2 separate regions of the Zea mays genome follow, and region 1 is linked to region 2. Evidence: chromatin contacts called from public Hi-C data. All regions are on one chromosome and are shown on one strand. Each heading gives the region's core, a stretch centred on a gene start, on an enhancer-like site or on the middle of the called end of the contact. The rest is flanking DNA. Distances are from core to core; before and after follow the strand shown.

Region 1 (5,538 bases), core at 1,328-3,827, 670 kb before region 2:
TACAACATATCCTTTGCTCTATTGACATCAGCTGTTCACGAAAACTTTGCTTACCTGAAGAGCTGACTGTCTGTAGGGACGTTTACACTATCCAATTTGGGTATGTTTGGGGTGGATAAATTCGACGCAATCCTTCCTGCTGGTCAGGTGGGTTTCTTCCCTGGTGTATGTTGTCTGTCCAGTTAGTATGAAATGTTGATAGAATTGTATGGGTTTCTTCCCTGGTGTCTGATGTTTGTCTAGTTAGTATGAAATGTTGATAGAATTGTATTCTATTTTATTAAACACAAGAAGATTGCATGGTTATATGCAGGGGGCTATCATGGCTGTTGGAGCGTCAAGACCTACTGTAGTGGCTGATAAGGATGGTTTCTTTAGTATCAAGAGTGAAATGCTGGTTAGTTTATTCTCGTATCTGTATCTAAAATTTGAGTATACCGAAGCTCTGGTTACTGACTGATGTTTAGTATTTCTGGCATTTACATGTAATTGTGAAGATCAATTGTGTATTTTCCTTAGCACATTTCATTAGAAATGCTAAACCGCAGTAGTATGTTATGAAATTTATTTGGTGTTAACATAGCTAAACCTTAAAGCCCAAATAATCTGTGATCCGTCTGCTTGTTCCCTAGAACATGTAAGTGAAATTTATGTCATAACATCATTTCAAATATCAAATATATGCAAGCCAAGGATTGGCTGACTGCGCCTGAATGTAAGAGGCACGGTGTAGGCTTGCTGCGGTTTCAGATTCACACTTCTATGTTAGCAAGGTGATGATTAGTTTTTTTTTGTGTGTATCTAAGTTGGTTTTTATACTAAATCATAATTATGTGTTGTGATAAAGTTTTGTTTGGTGGTATCAATCATGTCATGATAAATCAGTAATTACAATGCTTGGCCTCCTTATTCAGTACTAGTGATTAACACTGATTATTTTCTGTCACATAAGTACATACTAATGATCTCCAATGATGTGTTATAATTTTTGTTGTCAATAAGAACTATTCTAGATTTATACAACACCATACCATCCTATTCTCAAAACAACAACGAAGTCTTTTGTGCTGAGCAATTTGGGGGTGGGGTAGGCATCATACTCACAGAACAGGGGCAAAAAAAAACCCCCCACGATCCTGGTCCATAATAGCAACCAATTTTCCCTGCAGAGATGGTTGATCCTGCCATTTGTTTTTCAGGTGAATGTTACTGCTGATCACAGGATTATCTATGGTGCTGATTTGGCAGCATTCCTGCAAACATTTGCAAAGATTGTTGAGGATCCTGAATGCCTCACATTGTAAGGGAAGCTTCATACAAGTTCTCAATTTTTTTTTATTCACAATTGGAAGACAATGCCAATATAGATAATAAAAAGACACTTTTCAATGTTATATCTCCACATACAGATTTTTGTGTACAGTTTATACACTGATCGTTTTCGCTCCGTGTGTTTATCTATTCTTGGAGGGAGACCCTGATTCAAGAAACCATGAATTGTGTAAACACTTTGGGGCATTAATAATGATAGAGGCTGCTTCCTGGTTCCTATATAGATCTTGTTTATGTCTTAACTGGACAATACTAATTGACAGGAAATTCAACAGATCATTTTTTCCTGTTTTGAGTAAAGTTAAAGCAAACGAGCATAGCCTCTCTGGTCGCATCAGATGGACTTTTAGAACGGTACCTAGATTTTTTTTCTGGTTACTTCAACAAGCCTTCACAGTTACAGAACAAAATGATGCAGGATTCCTAAATTACAAGAAGGTAAAAGATGCCAGGCAGGCATATGGTTACGTCCTCTGAGGCGGGCCTGCCTTGGTGAAGAGTGAAGAGAATAGCAAGCAGTTCTCCAGAGTACGTATTGGTGACGTGGTTCCTTCAGGACATGTGGCCGTCGGGGCCGCCTTCTGGGGCTGCCGGCGAGGCCTCGCTGAGGTCGAGGATCTCGACGCGGCGGTTGGTCCGCTTCCTGATCTTGATGGCCACGTCCTGCGGGCTGAAGGCGCCCCACACTACGACCCGGCCGTGCTTCTTGTCGATCAGGTGTTTCTCCAGCTCTGCAAAAAAACCAAAAAGGTTCAGTTCAGAGAAGCTTCACAAACCGAGGTTTCAGCCTTTCAGGCATCACCGCAGATGGGCGGCTAGAGTGTTTACCTCGCATCTGGAGGAGCGCCCTCCTGATCCTCTGGTAGCACCCGTTGCAGTCGATGTTCATCCTCAGGGTCATGCAGTAGGACTGCTGCTGAGAGTAAAGAGCACACGTCACTTAACTGCCTCTCGGAGTTTCAGCTCTCGACAACAATTTTGCTAGGACTGACATAACATGAAACCCTCATGTTGGCACGCACTCACCCTGTAGTCCATGGAGCTCTTCTCCTCCCGGCGGCGGCGGCGACGGTTTCGACTGGCCGGAGGGGAGGAGGTGCAGAGTGTGAAAAAGGCCGCCGCAGGGAGAGCGAGGACCGAGTGCTGTTAAGGGCGGCCAGCAGAGGAAAGGAAGGGATTAGCGTGCGAGGCGCTGCTTGATGCTCGCTTTGGTGTGCTTCGCTTTGCTTGCAGCCGTACTTGACTACTTGTAACTTGTGAGCCTGATCTTTTATGGACGCTTCACTCGAGTGATTCATTCCCGTGTGGGCTCGATCTATGTGCTTTTTGGGAATCAGATTCCGGGGCACAAGCAGCGCAGGCTGGCTTCCATGCAGTGCCCTTTCCGCTTCCACACATCCTTTTTCTACGACTGCTCTGCTGTTCTTCGGCTCGTTGATTCGGAGTTTTGGACCGTGGACCCGCTTATATGCTTTCACATTTTGGTTACTTTTAGATTCATCGACTCCTACGGTAATCGGTATTGCTAGTATTCTGCAAGGTCCCGTGGGAAGGTTATTAGCACTCTTTACATGTTCATTTTAATCTTAATTCATATAGATGGAAGGAGATTGAATGGATTTAAAGTGCTAGTTTGAAAGCAAAGTGTGGACTTGTTCAAACGTCGGGTCACATAAAGGTTGGATCGTTCAAACGTCGGGTCAAGTAAAGATTGGATCGTGTAAATATTGGATCGTTTGATCCGGCTCATGTCCAACTCATGCATAGTATCGAGTTATGTTAGATTAGCCCATGCCTCTATTGAACACGTCGGGTTAGATTTTTTCTAGATTGGGTCGGATTTTTTTAGCTTAGATTAGGTTTGGGATGAACTGTACCTAACCCATGGATGGTTACTGGTCAAACACTAGCATATACCCATACATCGCATTAATCAGATTTGCATTAATCAGTTTTTTTTCGAGCAAGTTCGTTGGATCAGAAGGTCTATGCTCAGATCTAACAAGGAGAGGTAAAGAGAAAAAACCTATCATAAATAATTAAATATCTTATTTAAATAGTATCTCCTAAAATTCCTCACCCCAGGAGATCCCAAAGGATTTAAGTTCACAAACTAACCCAGATGGGAATAACCGTAGTAAGATTCATGTCCACGTGTCCTGTATCGTTCTACGATAAGGCTATAAAACGTTGGAGTGGGGCCTATTTTGTTTTGGATTACAGCTCAAATCTCGACTAAATACAAGCTCGAACTTTTCAGAATACAAAAAGGCACTAAAATTAATCCTAAGTTGCCTTGCAACTTCGAGAGAGTAGTTCTGATTTACATATAGTAATCATAATTAACCCTTCAGGAAAGTTACAGTCCGGGATGTTTCTCCACGTCTCAGGTCAGCACTGATCCAACACCCTACCGAGCTCGAACAAACCAGGACAGACCAATACCTTGGGGCTCCTGGCCTGGTAGGAGAATTAGTGAGGGCACAAAATTGTTGGAAGGGATAGTAAAGCTGTAGACGCAGAATTCTCAATCCACGTCCCATCAATGAATCCTGACACATCCGATGGGACTGAGCCTTTTTCTGCTTCCACACTAAACCTAGGGCAATGCTGTCCTCGATTGGAACCCGTGTCCACGTAATTTTCTCCCCTCTCGGTATGACGCCAATCCAACAAAAAAAATGCCACCAAGGTAGCAAAACGAGGCCATCTCTACCAGGCGAGCATGCTATGTAACAATCGCCTACCTAGCCTTCCACAGCCTATACCTTGGCACGCTTCTGCAATTTACGGAGCATGCTTATACTCGCTTCCTGATCTTCAGGACGAGGCCATGTCTTCACAATTCGAAACAGATCCCTTATGGCAGAAAACTTATCATCGCTCTGTGCACTGACGTGCTTATCGTTGGTCATCTTGTGTCGCTTCCCGTAATTGGCCTCAAATTCACTCGACTTTTCATTCGCTCTTTGAAGCAATTTAGTAGGAATTCCTGAGTATCAAGAGCGAAGACAGCAAATGGGCATGGTATTATGTGTCAACATAACACGGCCCGAGGAAAAAGAGCATTTGAATTCAGAGCAGAAGACATTAAGAAACAAGTGCATTAGCTTGAGAATTACCTGCCAATCGAGCAACATTTACACCATAACTTTTAGGGCAAGCACCAGGTGTTAATCTATAAAGGAAAGTCACTTCTTCCAGACCTCCTACTCCCTCGACCACCTCGCACGCCATATGGCACAGCGATACCTGCGATGTTCAGTATTCATATATGCAGGTTACAACATTGGATAAAGTTGGATTAAGGAACAACAAAAAAGGACAAGGTATGTGTCGATTACCTTGGTATCGTTGTGTTCCATTGCTAACCTATGATAGTGTGTAGAAAACAAGCCTAGACACTGCACCTGATGAACTAGATATTCCAGAACTGAAGCCCTGTTGTAGTAGTAAGGGCGAGTCAGTGATCTCATAGTGAGCATTATTAAAGGTAAATGAGACTACAAGAGAATAAATAGATATCAGAAGTAGGCAGCAACCAATGTTATGACCAGTAATCCAACTTACGCGATAGCTTGTCCATCAGAAGTTGATGTACCCCGTCCAAGCTCATCTAACACCACAAGAGAATTCTTGGTAGCTGATGACTGGAGCAAAAGTTGAACACGGTTGAGAACATACAAAATTAAAAATTAATATAAATCCTCATATCTCCAAGGAAGAACTTACAAGCACTGAGGCAGTCTCCTCGAGCTCCACCAAGAATGTACTTTGGCCAGCCATAATATGATCCCTTGCTCCCATTCGAACGAAGATACGGTCAACAAGAGAAAGCTCAAGTTTTTCTGCAGGAACATCTGCTCCAATCTGGCAAAGAATATGAAATCAGTTGTCATGAACAAGCAATGCTGATATATATACATGATAAAGATGGTGAATTACCTGAGCCAGTATAATGGTAAGACAAACTTGGCGCAAGAGAGTTGATTTACCACCCATATTTGGACCAGTAAGAACAATAAAACTGGCATTCCCTGGACCACCTATCTTAACGTCATTCGGTACAAATGAACCCTTGCCTAAGGAATCACTTCGTAGAATGGGATGTCCAAGATTTCTAGCATGGAAAGTAGGAGTATCGTCTGTGCCATTTGATTCTTTTATAGTTGGACAGCAACTTGGTCCCTCAAAATAACCACTTGC
Region 2 (5,720 bases), core at 250-2,749:
TTAATTAACTGGTCAAGGAAAACCTACTTATCTTGCTCGAAACCTGGAGGAAGTAAGAAACGGTCGGACCAGCAGTTGCATTGCAGTTGTAGGTAACCAAGACTGACCAGAGAGGGGCTTACACGCACCAAGATACGCGCGGCGCGCGGGAGAACCGGTATTTGTGTGGAAACTTGCGTCGATCGTTGGATCGAGATCCGACGGCTCGGATTTATCAGCAGAGGTTAAGAAAACACGGGCATCCGTTTTCTGTGCCGCATCGCCCATCGGAAGAGACAGGACGATGGAGATTTGTTGGCACCAAACTCGATGGAGAGGCCCCCCAAGGCCCAAGCGCAGCGGACAAGCTTTTATAACTGACCTGCTCGCCTCTCTTTCCTTTCCCTCTCTCTCAGCTAGTCCTCCAAACCCCCACGTACTATACTACGTACGTTATTAACCCCACCTCCCCAGCAGCTAGCATCTCCTCGTCGCTAGCAAAGCAACACCCGAAGGCCTGCGGGCGCGCGGCGTGCGGCCACGCCACCGCGCCATGGGCAACGCTCTGGCGGGCAGGCGGCGCGCGGCCAAGGTGATGACGGTGGACGGCGCCACGTTCCGCTACAAGACCCCCGCGGCGGCGTGCGCGGCGCTGCGCGGCCACCCGGGCCACCAGCTCCTGGAGTCGGAGGAGGTGCGGCGGCTGGGCGTGCGCGCGCGCCCGCTGGACCGCGACGCGCCGCTCAAGCCCGGGAAGCTCTACTTCCTGGTGCAGATCCCCCGCGGCGGCGCCGGGGACGGCGACGACCCGCGCGCGCCGCGCAAGACGTGGTCGGGCGCGCTGCGCGTGGGCGCCCGCGAGCGCCTGGAGGGCCTGATGCTGTCCCGGCGCACCGTCTCGGACGTGTCGTCCATCCTGCCGCCGCCCGCCGCCGCGCGCCTCGCCGCCGCGTCGCCGTCGCCGTCGCCGCCGTCGTCCGTGGAGGTGGGCGCCGACGGCGCGGTGCGGCTGCGCATGCGCCTGCCCAAGGCCGACGTGGCGCGGCTGATGCAGGAGAGCCGGGACCCCGCCGAGGCCGCCGAGCGGATCATGCAGCTGTGCGTGGCCAGGGACCAGGGCGTCGTCGCAGCGCCGCCGCCCTCCGCGCTGATGTCCGGCAAGAACCCGGCGCCGGCGGCGGCTCCAGCGCCGGCGTTGAAGAAAGAGGTGAGTGGGCATGCATGCATGATCCCTTCCCTTGCAACAACAACTCCTCTGATCGAGTTGCAGCTTAAACACACAACTGCAAGGCCACCTATAGAGCTGGTTATAGGGAACAATTAACCAATCATTATCCCGAAGCCGTCCCGTGACACTAGTTGGACTTAGCTAGGAGTAGGACACGGGCAAAACCAAATGCGCAAAGACGACGGCGCATCGCGATCGTGCAACGTACTGTTGCGACGCAAAATCAATAGGAAACTTATGGGCGCTCAGCTCGTTTGGAAATTGGAAGACGACGACAATGGAACGGATCGGATGGGCTGTGGCTTCACTCTCGTGCTCAGCTTTGTTTTTGTAGTAGGTACTCACTGCACTTAACAAATCCAGCGTCGTGCGTGCATGCCAGCCCTCCTTGTACTACATGTCAACTAGATAGCCCAGCGCGTAAGCTTGCTTGCTTGCTAATGGGGTCCACGTCGCATGAGGGCGACCACACGCGTCCGGCTAATCGCCCCTGCATGTGCCTAAGATTCCGCGTCTGTGTTAGACTAACCCCCGTGTCCCCGTCCGAGCCATTGGCAATTTTGCCATTATCATTTGTGGGCTTCGCCAGTATGCCATCGGACCCACAAATCATAGACACAGACGGTCCCACCAGTCATAGACACGGGATGGCATAATAACAGGCAGCCAAATTTGAGAGTGGCAAAACAGCAAATTTCTCGTCCCCGTCCCGTCCGGGCCCCTTGGGATTATCATTCATGTTACGATTGGTGACGAGAGTTCACATGGTCTGGCCCACCCTACCCCCTCCGGCCAGGTGACGTTTTCAGACGTAGGCATGCCATCATCTTCCTCATGTCTTTCATTACTTCTACTGCATGTAATTTTTATTTCACTACGCTTACGAATGGTACATGTATAACGTGGTACGGTGGGGTAAAAGATGAGGCTAGTGTGTGTGGTTGCCAAATAAAAAGACACGTGCACCACTATTTCCAAAGAGATGGGACTGCACATCACGGTGCCTTAAAATAGTGTTTGCTCCTCATCTCCTCTTTGCTTTCCTAGTAATGAAAGGGGCCGCCCTAATAGAGAGTTGGTAGGAGTTATTAGTGAACCCGATTAGTTCAGTCAAATCGCGATAAACAAAACAAATCCTCAAGGGACACGGTCAGTCCTTGCAGCGTTTACTACCTCCTGACGTCGAGCTATATAAGTCGCTATTTAGCAACACGGACAAATTGAAGGACAATCGTGGACTGCAGCTTTGCTTCTTTTTTTTCTTCTTTTTTCTGGTAGCACGACTTTGCTTGGTGTTAGAAAAGGAAGGGAGAGATCGAGTACCGATAATACATAAGATTAGTGATTTGGTTCACGGTCGCAACGCTTTCTTTTCAAGGGAAACCGTTGGTTTGTCAAAGGGCTTTAATTTCCAACGACCCGTCCCGGCCCCAGTCACTCCGACTACACCAAATCAAACGATGCCTTTCTGTGCATCTGTTTACACATGCAAGGCGTCGATCGTGCTTTCTTAGCTTACTGTTAACCTGATTTCACATTCTGGATTTTTTTTCCCTGTCCCCTTGTTGCAGAAGCGAACAAGGTTCAAGGCAGTCCCAGACGAGATCATCGGATGACAAGCGGAAGCCTTGAGATCGAGTACTCCTGTTTTTTTTTTCTCTCTCTTCCCCTGCTTGATCGCTTGTTCATCGGCAAGATGCATGGGTTGCTGGGGTTATCTGGAACATGAGAAGCCGCTCTGGCTTCCTATCTAATCTCCCCAGCAATTCTCATCGCGTCCTAAGTCTTAGGCCAGTCGCCATCTACGTACTTCAGTCTTCGTTCTCTGTTTTCATAGGTATGGAAACGTAGCAGTATAGCACTGTAGTAGTTAATTAGGAAAGCAAAAAAAATGACGAAGAAAAATATGCTAGCAATATGTACCGTACTGGTGTGATATACATGGGGCATGTACAGCCACCTTGATCAGAGGGTCAGTGTGAATGAAACACTGAATCAGAATGTATATATTCTATGTTTGTATATTTATAACTAGCCACGTTTCTTTCTCAGTTTACTCACTGCTTTCCAGTGCGCTTATGGGTGCTATTTACCTTGTCGTACGCATGTGTTTTGTACGCCGCCCCCTTTTGACCGGTGGTGCTTCTGATTCTCCAAACTGCGACGTCAGGTATAAATCTGGCCGCGCCGGTGACGAAAGTTGATGCGCACCACCACCACCAGTCGTCCAGTCCACCACCACGCCGCACTGCTACGCTAGACTGCTACGACGACGCCGACCCGTCGCCACGCGCGCATGTGCGGCGCATGCATGCGACCACACACAAGGCCCGCGACACAATCGCATGTCGCTTTATCCGGCGCGGCGCCGCCTTTCCGCCACGGCCGCCCACGGCTATCGCCGTCCAATCGTTCGATCCTCATCGATCCTGTCTTTTTGGACACAGCGGGTGGTGGTTGGTGGTGGTGGCGCTGCTGCTGGTGCACCAAAGTCGGCAGCAGGCGCCGGCACAAGAAAATGGGGAATATGGCTGGTTCAGCTAATGCGTGATTATATTAAATGTAAGGGCTAGTTTGGAAGCTCAATTTTCTCAAGAGATTCTTATTTTTCCAAGGGAAAATGAACTAATTTCCATTGGGAAAATAAAAATCCCTTGGGATAATATGATTCCCAAACTAGCTCTAAGAGAAAAAAAAACGATGATATGATGTGATGACAATTCCTCTCCTGCACGGGAGGAGGAAACAACGGGTCAGTGGCGCTGCAGGTGCAGGCTACAGATAAGCGAAGCGGGAGGCCCTTCGAGGAAGTGCATTGAGGCCCCACCGGTGTTTAGGCCCGCCTAGCCACTATTGTTGGTCCAAACAAACTGTAAAAAGGGTACATAAACCATCGTAGGACATGTGCATCTTCATCATTTCTGAAAGGTACAGAAACCGTCGTAGGCCACGGGATATCGAATAACTATGGGTACCCTAATCAAATCCTTTAAGGGCTTGTTCGGTTATTTTCAATCCATATGGATTGAAGGAGATTGATACGGATTGGAAGGGATTTTGAATTACTAGGGATTGAAACCCCCTCAATCCCCCTCAATACATATGGATTGGGGTAGAAACGAACAAGCCCTAAAGGGTCTGTGTCTCTGTGGTATTCTACGGATTCAGACCTATAATTGGGGCTAAGCATGAAGTAACCTTCAGGATCTATCACACTGTACTATCTAAGAGATGCTGCAAAACTGCTACTTACAGAGAACTCACCCGATCACGGTATCTACAGTGTATGGAGGTTATCAAGACAAACCTGTACAGCATTAGCTTCTAATGCGATATCCTTGGGTAGTAAAGCTCAGCGAATGGGCCCAGTAGCTCCTACCTCTCCCTTCCAAGAATTGATCAGGCATATCAGGGCAAGATTGGGCACCAAGTTTTTGTCAGGAAGTCGCGCCTTCGTCAATGGTGACACATCATTCTCATTAAGCCACATCTCAATCGCAACCCGTTCATACGAGTACCCATCAGACGCAATGCATGGATCCTGCATTACCCTCTGCAGGGAAAAAAATATTATATCACACCCTTCAAGTAGAAATAATAGAGACATCAAGCCGTGATTAGCTTGGACTACCTGTAAGTTCTAGGGCTTGTTTGACTGCACATAAATCCAACCCCCAATCCGCATGGTTTAGGAGGGATTGATGTAGAAAATCGACTTAAATTTCCACTTCAATCGTCCCAAGCCATATGGATTGGGGTAGATTTGTGTGCAGCCAAACAAGGCCCTACTGCACTATTGATTTTATAAATCAGGTACACCATAACATACTTCAGATTCTAAAGTTAGTTTCAATCTTCAGTCAGGTACATAATACTGTTCATCCTTTTAAAATGCGTCAACTGCCTAGTCTGCTTTTCATGAAGATGACAAACTATATGTCCAGGCATGGCCTACATGCAATTAGGTATGATTGAAATGGTAGAAATACCTTGAGTATAGGGCAGATAAAATGGCTTGGTGGTGCAGTTGGGATGGGCTGCACCGAATGATACACAGTGCTGGCAAGATTGTTCAGCCGCTCTAAAACTACAAGAACCTTAGACTTCAGGTCAGGTCGATCCTTGCTTCGCATTTCCAAACAACGGAGGCCAAGCTGAGTTAGCTCATGCGCTTCTCGCACAGGCCAATTTCCTGCACGTTGGTCCAGAATGTCAATAAGGTGATCCTCTTCCATTGCTCTCTCAGCAGTGTCTGCTAGCCCAATTGGTGACTTTGCAGTCAGAAGCTGCAAGAACACCATGCCCAAAGCGTATACATCAGATTTTGCTGAAACTTGACCTGTCCTCTGATACTCTGGGTCCAGATAAAACAGTGTACCAACTAGATCTGTTGATTTTCGAATTGTATGTGTTGACGAAGTGTCCCTTAATGGAAGAAATGTTGCAAGGCCTGCATCACCGATTTTGCTAGTGAAATTTCTGTCAAGGAGTATATTTGCAGGCTTGAGGTCAC

What was found. A called contact is a pair of places that touch in the nucleus more often than the background predicts.
Region 1: a contact with region 2 is called in a Hi-C map of ear, with 2.8 times the contacts expected there. The contact joins the promoter of LOC100275657 here to the promoter of LOC100501866 in region 2. A contact is called at or near these places in 2 of 25 Hi-C or Micro-C datasets (bundle sheath and ear).

What each region holds. Positions count from the first base shown.
Region 1 is chr7:114,612,744-114,618,281 of Zm-B73-REFERENCE-NAM-5.0, reverse strand. LOC100275657 reads right to left here and starts at 2,577. Exons shown (of 3, transcript NM_001149692.2): 1 at 2,359-2,577; 2 at 2,161-2,245; 3 at 1,682-2,063. The coding sequence starts at 2,370. The coding sequence ends at 1,885. LOC542626 (mismatch binding protein Mus3) reads right to left here. Exons shown (of 21, transcript XM_020541216.2): 16 at 5,278-5,538; 17 at 5,065-5,202; 18 at 4,903-4,982; 19 at 4,677-4,773; 20 at 4,455-4,584; 21 at 3,360-4,324. The coding sequence ends at 4,095. It overlaps LOC100285796 (dihydrolipoyllysine-residue acetyltransferase component of pyruvatedehydrogenase complex), which reads left to right. Exons shown (of 6, transcript NM_001158686.3): 4 at 77-147; 5 at 314-397; 6 at 1,200-1,403. The coding sequence ends at 1,304.
Region 2 is chr7:113,942,488-113,948,207 of Zm-B73-REFERENCE-NAM-5.0, reverse strand. LOC100501866 reads right to left here and starts at 1,499. Exons shown (of 2, transcript NM_001196507.2): 1 at 446-1,499. The coding sequence starts at 1,198. LOC107604626 reads left to right here and starts at 399. Exons shown (of 2, transcript NM_001323503.1): 1 at 399-1,186; 2 at 2,779-3,262. The coding sequence starts at 533. The coding sequence ends at 2,823. LOC103632728 (U-box domain-containing protein 35) reads right to left here. Exons shown (of 12, transcript XM_008654469.4): 11 at 5,197-5,720; 12 at 4,081-4,760. The coding sequence ends at 4,560.